Regions from separate parts of the Danio rerio genome. Here region 1 is linked to region 2. Evidence: chromatin contacts called from public Hi-C data. All regions are on one chromosome and are shown on one strand. The core of a region is the stretch at or near the end of the contact, and the rest is flanking DNA. Distances in the headings are between cores, read along the strand shown.

Region 1 (5,113 bases), core at 1,124-3,623, 170 kb after region 2:
ATATGGAACATCCTTAGGTTTTATGTGCCAGCATGGATATGGTTGTCTGTGGATATGGATTTGGATATGGTTGTATGCAATGCAGACAAACAGCTGCACCTTCATTTGTGTCTTTTGAAAACAGCAAGAGCAGCAGTTCGTCTTTGCTGTGTCACTGTTTTGTCATGTTTCTGTGCTGCTGTGCATGCAAAAGTACTTAGTATGAGAATTATTTCATGCAAAACTTTTTTTTTTTTTGCGTTTTATTTAGCCGCGCAGAAATGTATGCCTATCTCTCATTCCGTGTTGTTCAAAAAGCTCAGTGTTGGTCCACAAACAAAAGTGAAACCTATGCTTATTGGTTGTGATATAGCGAGTTTGAACCAATCTGGGCATGGAGGAGGGACAATGCATCAATGTATCATGTCTGGTTTGTCCGGAGACACAGTGACGAGCGTTTCTTTGTCAAATCAGCGTTGTCAAATTTTGATGACGTAACCGCACTGATTCCGGAGCCTCTGAAAGTCCGCGAATGTTATGTGATACAGCACTGGAAAGCTGAGATTCTCTTCTTTATGCCAATCTGAATTGAATTGTATGAATCGGATCAGCGGATCAAAAGTTATAAAACATTTAAGAGCAATACTTTTTTTTAGCCGCGGGCGGCTGTCTCGGTCTTTAAGGGTTAAAACCGTTGATATGCAATTGTTCATGGTATGATAATCGTTCAAATCGTGGTAAACCGTCATACCAGTATATTGTTACAACCCTACATGGCACAAACATTATTCTTTATTTATCTGCAATATTTCCCTGTAAATATAATTAGTGTGAAAAGTAACAGATGTTATTGGCATCACACTTCCCCATAGTGTTCATTTTACCTTAAAACTAGTCAAAGGTATGTTGAACTAGGTTTGCGGTTTCACAAAAATGTAGGCTGAAGCATGTAATTCCAATGTGCCTGGGCTGTTTAATGTAAAGCATTGGTAAATGCTGTAGTTTTTCTTCTCTTGAAAACAAACAGACTTACAATCATTTCTTCCAGACCTTAATCCACTACATATCGCATAAGTCTTAATCTAGAGTAGGTGTTTAACCTTTACAGACCACAACTCTTAAAACACAACAGCTACTTTAGCCATAGTATTGTAGCAGCTGTAGCTACAGATTTTTGCTTTATGGGACTAAGGACACACAGACAATACAGAAATGGAAATTGGTTCACTTAGTCCCTCTCTGGTCATCAGTCAAGAGAACATTTCAGATTGGACAAAAAAAGCCAAAAAGGAAGCAGAGAGGTGATTTGACAAAAAGAATGGGTTAAAAGAAAAGCACTAAAACACCTACTGAGCAAAAGAAAGTGAGAGAGAAAGCAGAAGAGGGTCTCTTTTCATGGGTGTCCACACACTAAAGACAGGCAGCACTTGACAATACTGTACAATGCTGTTCTGCACTATTAAGTGCTGTGGAGGGCTGGGCCCAAGACAAAGCCTTCCACGGTCCCTGGAGCTGCAAGCCCCAGTGGGTCTCCTTTTTCAGCCCATATGTTTCTGCCCACTCATAGACCCCTCACAGGCCGCTCTCAGCCTGCTTTTGCTGTACAGCCACATGCTCAGCATCTGGATACATAAGAGGACAAGACTCTGGTCACCTTGACTACCAGCCCTCCTGGGGTGGAGGTGTCATCCTGCATGGTAAAACTGCAAAGGGATTGAGATAATGTCCAACAGTTATGGGAAACTCTAATTTAAGAATGTATTCCCAGTAGCAAAATAAGGTAAAATCCAAAGGCCTGGGACTACATTGAAAACCTGGTGAATAGTCTGAATTAAATTAAAAGTGAAATAAGACTATTATATGTAGGTCATTAATAAATACATAAAGTTTATGAAGTTTAAGTGATGCTGTTATTACAGCGAAATGATTTCTGAAATTCATGTAACTACATTCATTAAAGTTTCACCCAAACTGTTACCTTGTTCTACAACAACATAATTTTTCTAACATATTGTGTGCTATTATCGGTTTATTGCATTTGGTCAGTTCTGAATCTCTATAGAAATATCAGGAAGGTAAAAGCAACAGCTCTGGCAGTTCTCGGTCGTAAATACATATAGTTACTAAGTGTGTGTGATCTGTGACTGATGGACATTGTGTTTGTGACAGTGATGGACTGCCAGGATGCTGCCAGAAGAGAGGACCTGTCTTAACTTCTTTAACACATGGACACAAAAGAACCAAGAAGACAGAAAGAAGAGAGAGAAAGAAAGGAGATGGGGGAGTGCAAGGATGAAGGAGAAGAAGAATCACTTCTTAACAAGTGTTTACCCTCATTCTGTTCCTGAGCTGCAGTGCAGTAACCAACCATGGAGAAAGGCAGCTCCTGATCCAGGAAGAAATCTCAAAGCCCTTGAGGTCAGGGGTCACTAACTCTTCCATTGTTCCTGACAGGGCAAGCACACTCCAGCTTTTCTCCAGCTTTCAAAGGCCTGGACTGGGGGAGGAAAGATATGCCAGGAACAACTGGGTCAGGACCAGGGGCTTTGTGGCTACTAGGGAAGAAAGAATCAGTCAGAAAAGGTTAAATGAAGAGCGAAAGGACCCTTCTGTCCAATTATGGAGGGACAAACACTCTCTGTGGCCCATAGGGTCAAAGTTCACTATAGCCTTTAGCAGTGGCACACTCATGCCTTTTGTAGCTCAGATAAGATGAACCTCCACTGTGTTTATTTATGTCACTCACTGCCCAGTTTTCAGGGATATAAATATTCCAAACTTGAAAGCTGCCACTTAGCAGTATAATTTTATTGATAACAAAACAGGATAGGTAAAGTCGGTAATCTTATATATGGCCACATAGCCAACATCTCTTAAAACACTCTGCTACAGATCCCTTTTTAATTGGATGGCTTACTGGACAAAAAGTGAACAAGGACGTCTTGACTTTCAAACAGTGTTTCCAAACTTGAGCAAATCTTGGTTTGAGTGAATGGGCTTCATTGAGAATCAGAACACCAAATAGTCTGACTGCTTAGATTCAGATGCTGTCCAATATAAAAGCACACAAAGGACACTCTGAGATCCAGACGCTTTCATGTCCACTGCAAGAGGATAGAAAATGCAAGCCTAGCATGTAAAAAGGAGAAACCCTTGATGAGAATGGGCTCCTTCCGCCCCTTCCTTTCAGCTCTGCAGTCATTGAGGTAGGCCTCCTCTCGAGCTCATAACTATCGCAGGCCAGACCTGCACTTGTCAGCTAATACCTGTCCAGCACAAAGGCCCTTGCTGAGCAGCACAGTGAGTGTCTTGGTCCAAGCCTTAGTGGATTAGGCCACCGGAGGTATTTCCTCCTGACTTTGGTACCACAAGATTAGCTTCTAAAATTAATCACCTGCTTGTTAGGTTAACAAGCAAGGTGCAATCATGTTACTGCGCTTGACCCTGCCTTCATCAGTGTTACGCTGAGTTCTTGACTGTGAATGCAGCTGTAAAGTTACTGCAAATTTGAGACTGGCTGTCTGAGGACCATGCACTCTTGTTATTATCTTGGTAGTGATGGGGACCGATTGAGCTGGTGGCGCTTTATTAAAACGGTTTAGTAAATCCTGTGATGGATTTAATCGCTCTCTGGATCAAGGCAATGCATCTGAAGTCACATTCCTGAGGCTCTTTAAAGTTCTCAGACAGTGCATTCTTGAAGTTCATCAAAACTTCCAGGATTAGATGTGGAGAAGGAGTGCCACTTAGACAAGCACTTGAAAGTCTTGCATTCATTTTCTACATCTAACTCTTGCATTCAACTTCAATGCATTAAAATAGTTTTCTGGTATTGATATACACTATTTTCCTAGTCAAGTTATTTTCCATCAAAATGAATCCATGAATCCTATTTATTTCCATGTCAGCATTATTACGTGGATAAATGTGTTGTGTAAAAAAACTGTAATGCAGAGGACAGAGAGGCCTATTTCAGGCTTATCCATTTTCTGTGCATGACCCCCGAATTCTTTATGTTGGATCGGGGAACCAAGCAAGGCATAGCAGAGAGGTGAGGGATGACAGAAGGGGGTGGTAGGGGCAGATTTTCTTCTCCCTTGGACTCCTCTCGGCAGGCATCCTCCATCCCTCATGAGCTGGTCTAAGCCTGTTGGACACACATCAGGGTTAGTGTGAGCAGACTCAGCTGGAGCATGCCAGGCTCAGCTTTTCTTACCGGATGACCTTTAATCATGGGATCAGGGGCCATGCCTGCAGCTGGACACATCCAGGATTATACTAACACCCAAGGTCACACTTTCACAGTCAGGTCACTGTCACATTGGGCCAGGTCTGACTTATGTGATGGTGTGATCTGCACAGCCAGAGTCCCACGTCTTGGTTGATTACAAGATTGCTTGGGGTAAACCCGTTCAAGGAGTCATCATCAGTGTCACTGTCATTTAACCATATCATTCTTTACATTGAATGGTTCTATGCTACTTCTTTAAGCTGATTCTTACCTCACAGAGTCTCATTTACATTCCAACCAAAAATTATCAAAGACCTACAATGTGAGACCTTGGCCGGTCTGCAAAAATCGCTTTGATGTTTGCTGTTTTATCAATGAAACTCTGTCTTGCTTGGGAACAGGTGCAACAAGTGTGAACGTTACTTAACTGTTGTGCCCATTCAAGATGTAATGCATGAGTGAGGGGCCTCGCTGTGTGGTAAATAAACAGTTGATCTAACAAACACTTGAAAAGATCAAAAAGGTGCTCAATGCTCTTCAGAATCTTGAGGTTCCCAGCATGGTGTCCGTACAGCACACAAACGACTGATTAGCACAGCGGCATCTATCTTGCGGACTGTTTTAAGCTGCGGTGTGGGCTGACACCGGACTATGCAGAGCTCCTGGAGTGCGAATGGGGGATTTCTCTGAGGTGCTGTCAGCGGTGCTGAAAGGCCTCTCTGTCAGCCAGAGTCAGCAGGGAGGCCGAATGAGTTGACCGAATTATTGCTCAGGCCAATGGCCTCACTCTGAACAGCAGTTTGTCTTGTGCTGGCATAGACTGACTTTCTCAGTGCACATGTTCCTTATCTTGCCTGGGATAAGGAACAACCCCCAACCCTTGCCTTTTTGGCATGCAACACA
Region 2 (5,012 bases), core at 482-2,981:
AGCATCTAGTCTTCGCTGACCTTTCAGAAATTATTAAAATGCTCATTTAGTGCTTTTTGAATTATTATTACATTTTATTATTATCATTAATATTCAAAACAGCTATGCTACTTTATTTAATTATTGATTTATTTATTGCAGAATGCACTGTATATTACAATTAAAAACCTTTAAGTAAATCGTTTAAACCCTAAACGACACCTTAAATTTATTGAAATCGACTTAAAGTCAGTAAACACAAAATGTAAACTCTGTTCCTCCAACTCTGGTCTTTTAACAGTCCCCTCTACTCGTCTGCACTCTATACCTTTTCTTTTCCTTGGCTCCGAGGCTCTGCAACTCTCTCCCCTATGACATTAGACACGCTGAATCTTTTAGATTGTTTAAATCATCATTGAAAACACAAAACTTTACACTCGCCTATGCACTTTTACCAGTTTATTATCTGTTTCTAGATTTTTAATGTTTTATCTAATTTGAATGTTTCTATTGTACTGCTACTCTAAGCAGTTCTTATATCTGTATCTTTTTTGTGTAAAGCACTTTGAGAACTAAGTTTTAAAAGTGCTATATAAAAGTACATTATTATTATTTTCTTTTCAGTTATTTCTTAAAAAAAACATTTATTTGTGATTATTTTCTAAAGCTTTAACAAAACATTTAGGACAATCAAGGTTGTAATTTTTTCCCTTTTATTGAACCTTAATAAATTAACAAACTTTTATATTGAAAATACAATTTTGACAGGAATGGTTAAAAATACAGCAAAATGGAAAATAATAATAATAAATACAAAGAATACAATTATAATAATATTTGAAAAATAAAAAAATAAACGTTACAGTATTCTTATTATTTAAAAAAATATATTTTTCCAATAAATGTTGTCAGTTTGATCTTCCTATAAATAATTTTCACAACATAAAGCAGACAATATAGTTTTCAGTATTGATGACAATAATAATAACCTGATCAAAATAAAACAGCCGTGCATGTTCCTCAGCAAATGATAATATTGGTATGATTTCTGAAAGATCATGTGACTCCAGAGACAGAAGTTAAGCTAAAAATGCAGCTTTTGTTTCATATTTTTTGACCTCACAGTACTACAAATGTCAAAATTATTCTGTATTAGTCTGAGATAAGCTTTTTTTACCTGTTTATATTTATTAATTCATTCAATAATTCATTTTCAGCTTAGTCCCTTTATTGGGGTTCCCTCAGCCATATGAACCACCAACTTATCCAGCACATTTTATGCAGCGGATGCCCTTCCAGCTGCAACCCATCTCAGGGAAACATCCATACACACCGACTCCCACACATATAACACGGCCAGTTTAGCTAAAGCAATTAATCTACAGCACATGTATTTGGACTGTGGGGGAAACTGGAGCACCTAGAGGAAACCCACGCGAACACTTGGAAAACACGCAAACTACACACAGAACTGCCAACTGACCAAGCAGAGGCTCGAACCAGCAATCTTCTTGCTGTAAAGCGATTGTGCTACCTACTGCACCACCGTGTCGATCCTATTTTAATTGATATTATTATTTATTATTTGCACAAAAGCTCTGTCTTTACGTTAAGATCTGAAACAGAAGAGATGAATGCAATCAGTGTTGTGTGACTCATGTGTGTCTGGCTGAGGTCCACATGAGCAGGATCTCAGTCAGCGGAGGACAGGCTGTGTTCTCCTCTTCCAGGCCTGAGGGGGAGGCTTGAGGGAAGGGTCTCAGACCACAGCCTTCCTCTTCATGATGAGTCACTTCTGAAGCATTAAAGGTCACCCAGGCAGGAATAGGATGAGTGTTATTTTTAGGTTAATAACACACCTCCATTGTCCTATCCAGTTGCAGAGATTTGGTATGACTGTGTAATAGAATCCCTCTTATCCGTTAAAGGGCTGAGCTTTTACTATAAATGATGCTTTTTGGATAAAGTTCGTAAATATTTGTAGGATAAGAGTATTGAGCTTAGTGAACTATCATCTCTGTTTTTTCTTCTTCTTTCTGTTAGCCACTGAACTCATACATCAGTTGAGCTTGCCATCAGCTTGCTATCAGCTTATCAGCTTTTCAGACAGACATGTGGCCTCCATATGTCACAAGATGTGAGGAATCGTGCTAATTAGTACAGTTAACAACACACTGGAATATGTGTTATTGTGCAATTGCTTCCTTAAGCGTGGTTTTCTAATTGATTTAACCCTTGAGTTATGGTTAAAAATGTATTCTTGTTTTACTCCAATTAAAATTTGGTGAAGTTTGATAATATTTAGAGATAAAATAAAATCACCTAATGAAAGGAGAAAACTTAGTTATTATAATAAAGGAGTTTTTACAGGCTGTTGATACATTTCCAGATTTTCCACAGTCATCAACAGTGTTGGGGAAAGTTACTTTAGAAAGTAATGCATTACAATATTGAGTTACTCCCCCCAAAATAACTAGTTGCTTTACTTAGTTACTTTTTATGGTAAGTAATGTGTTACGTTACTTTTGAGCATAGGGGTCATCTGGTGACACTTTTTGCGAAGAATTTAGTAGAAACATTATTTTGGAAGTATCATAACTAGAAACTTAATTTATCAAATAAGAAACTATACAGTTTTAACTTTTATTTAAAGCTCACAATGCAAATTCTATTAGATCCACTTATTTGGTAAACAAAGCAAGTCTCTCATATTATACATCTACTTAAAGACAGAGAATGTGACTTTACATACTGTATTGTAAATAAATCAAACGAACACTTTCATATAGTCAACAATATTACTGAAACTATTTAAAAGACTGAATAAATATAAATGTACACACATTTACACAACTAAATAAATACTCAATGATAGCCTAAAAATTTGCAGATTTCTGTGTGTGCAGATTTCGTGTGGTCCTATTTTGAGTAACGCTTTCTGACCTGGCTGAGTCTTGATCTCTCTCAAAACTTGCAGGGTTTTAGGTTTTTTCTTTTCTTATTTTTTATTTAAATAGAGGAGTTTTACAATTAAAAACACACATAATATACATTGTTTACCTTAAAAAAACACATAAAAAATGTATGTGGGGTAATGTTGTCTTCGAAGAACTTCCTGACACTATTCATGCTGTATATACAGATTAATGAAAGTTTAAAGCAATAGATTTGCTACTTTCATACTTTATGTCTTATTAAAAAGTGAAATCACTGTCCATTCAGAAATTTTCCTTTTCCTCCATGTGTTCAAAATAATGAGAATATTTCCATCGCAGATATGTAAGTCTCTGTCATCTTCGTTTCTGTCTGTTCTTGCATGCATTCTCTCATTGTGTGCGGGCTTCAACATGACTGTGTTCATTTTAATTCAGCAATTTAGTTTTTAAAAGCAAATTAATTCAACTAAATAGTAACTCACATTACATTTTTAAAAAAGTAACTCAAACATTATTACGTCATTTTTAAAACTAATGCGTTACTTTACACGTTATTCAGAAAAGTACTATTATTACGTAACTTGAGTTACTTGTAATGTGTTCCCCTCAACATTGGTTATCAACAACTCAAATAGTATATTCATATCTTATTAGGGAAAAAAATTGCTTGGGGGCTAATAATATTGACCTTAGCAGTTTATACAGATTTAAAGATATTTCTTTTAGATTTCAATTAGTTTAATTGTGTTTAGTATGAGCTGGTATTTAGTTTTAGTATTAAACTAAATTTAGGAATATAATAGTAAATACTGTGGAACATATAATTTATATATTATGTATTTATCACACAATGTTGAGAAAAAAAAATTGTGATTCATGTCTCTGAAGTTAGATGAAGTTTATTTATAAACTAATTTCAAGAGGATCACGGGCTTATGATTGCCAGCCCCAATTCAAGCTAATGTACGAACCACCAATCAGACAATTCCTAACTCAGTATAAATAATCAAAGCATCTTATCTTTTGCCATCTTCGTCTTGAAAAATCCCCCCTTCCACCCCTCTCCTCCTCTTTTTCCTCTATAAGGGGTTTTTCCTGGGTCCTCCGGTTTCCTCCCACAGTCCAAAACATGAGATATAAGTTAATTGACTAAACCAAATCAGAACCATATTCAAATTACACCAGCACCACACACTCATAGCAACCCTTAAGCAGCAGAAGGGGTGTGGGGTGGGATATACCTGAGCTCAAACTCCACTCTAACCCTGCAAATGGGAGGGAGCCCCTGGCTCGAGGATCTCATGAGCTCAGGGCTCTCTCCCTGGACAGCATGCCAAACTAGCTTATAACCAATCATCAGGTAAGTGTGAACTGTTGAAAGTGGGTTTAAATTTAAACATACATAAAAATGTAAACTAAATAGCCAAGTTAGGTCAATAGTAATCTAAAAGTAATCCAAAAGTAGTCTACAAATACTAATTATTTGTTTATATACTGTTTTTGTTATCACTACCTCTATACTACAGTTAAAATCAGAATTATTACCCCCCCCCCCCCTTTGATTTTTTTTTTCTTTTTAAATTTTTTTTCCAAATGATGTTTAACAGAGCAAGGAAATTTTCACAGCATGTCTGATAATATTTTTTCTTCTGAAAAAAGTCCTATTTGTTTTATTTCGGCTAGAATAAAAGCAGTTTTTTTATTTTTTACCCATTATATGGGTAAAATCATTCGCCCCTTTAAGCTATATATTTGTTTTTCGATTTTTAGTCTTCAAAATATTGTTATGCAATAACTTGCCTATTTACCCTAACTTGCCTAGTTAACCTAATTAACCAAGTTAAGCCTTTAAATGTCACTTTAAGCTGCATAGAAGTGTCTTGAAAAATATCTAGTCAAATATTGTTTACTGTCAAAAGATAAAATTTAAAAAACTATTATGTTTAGAAATGTGTTAAAAAAAAATCTTCACCCTGTTAAACAGAAATTGGGGGAAAAATAAACAAAGCAGACAATTCAGGGGGCTAATAATTCTGACTTCAACTGTATATATTTAACTTTTAACAATGTTTCTATTATAGCATCTGAGGTAATGAT

What was found. Hi-C and Micro-C count contacts between places; a contact is called where the count stands out from the background.
Region 1: a contact with region 2 is called in a Hi-C map of embryo, with 2.3 times the contacts expected there. The contact joins two enhancer-like sites.

The regions. Positions count from the first base shown.
Region 1 is chr23:26,385,883-26,390,995 of GRCz12tu, forward strand. All of the region lies in intron 2 of LOC137489184 (a long non-coding RNA gene), which reads right to left. Among named protein-coding and RNA genes, the nearest start is that of agrn, 37 kb to the right of the region's middle. Within about 2 kb of position 2,374, at least 12 of the 62 cell types and tissues checked have an H3K27ac peak or open chromatin away from gene starts, as enhancers often do.
Region 2 is chr23:26,213,755-26,218,766 of GRCz12tu, forward strand. No RefSeq gene overlaps it. Among named protein-coding and RNA genes, the nearest start is that of perm1a, 16 kb to the left of the region's middle. Within about 2 kb of position 1,732, at least 17 of the 62 cell types and tissues checked have an H3K27ac peak or open chromatin away from gene starts, as enhancers often do.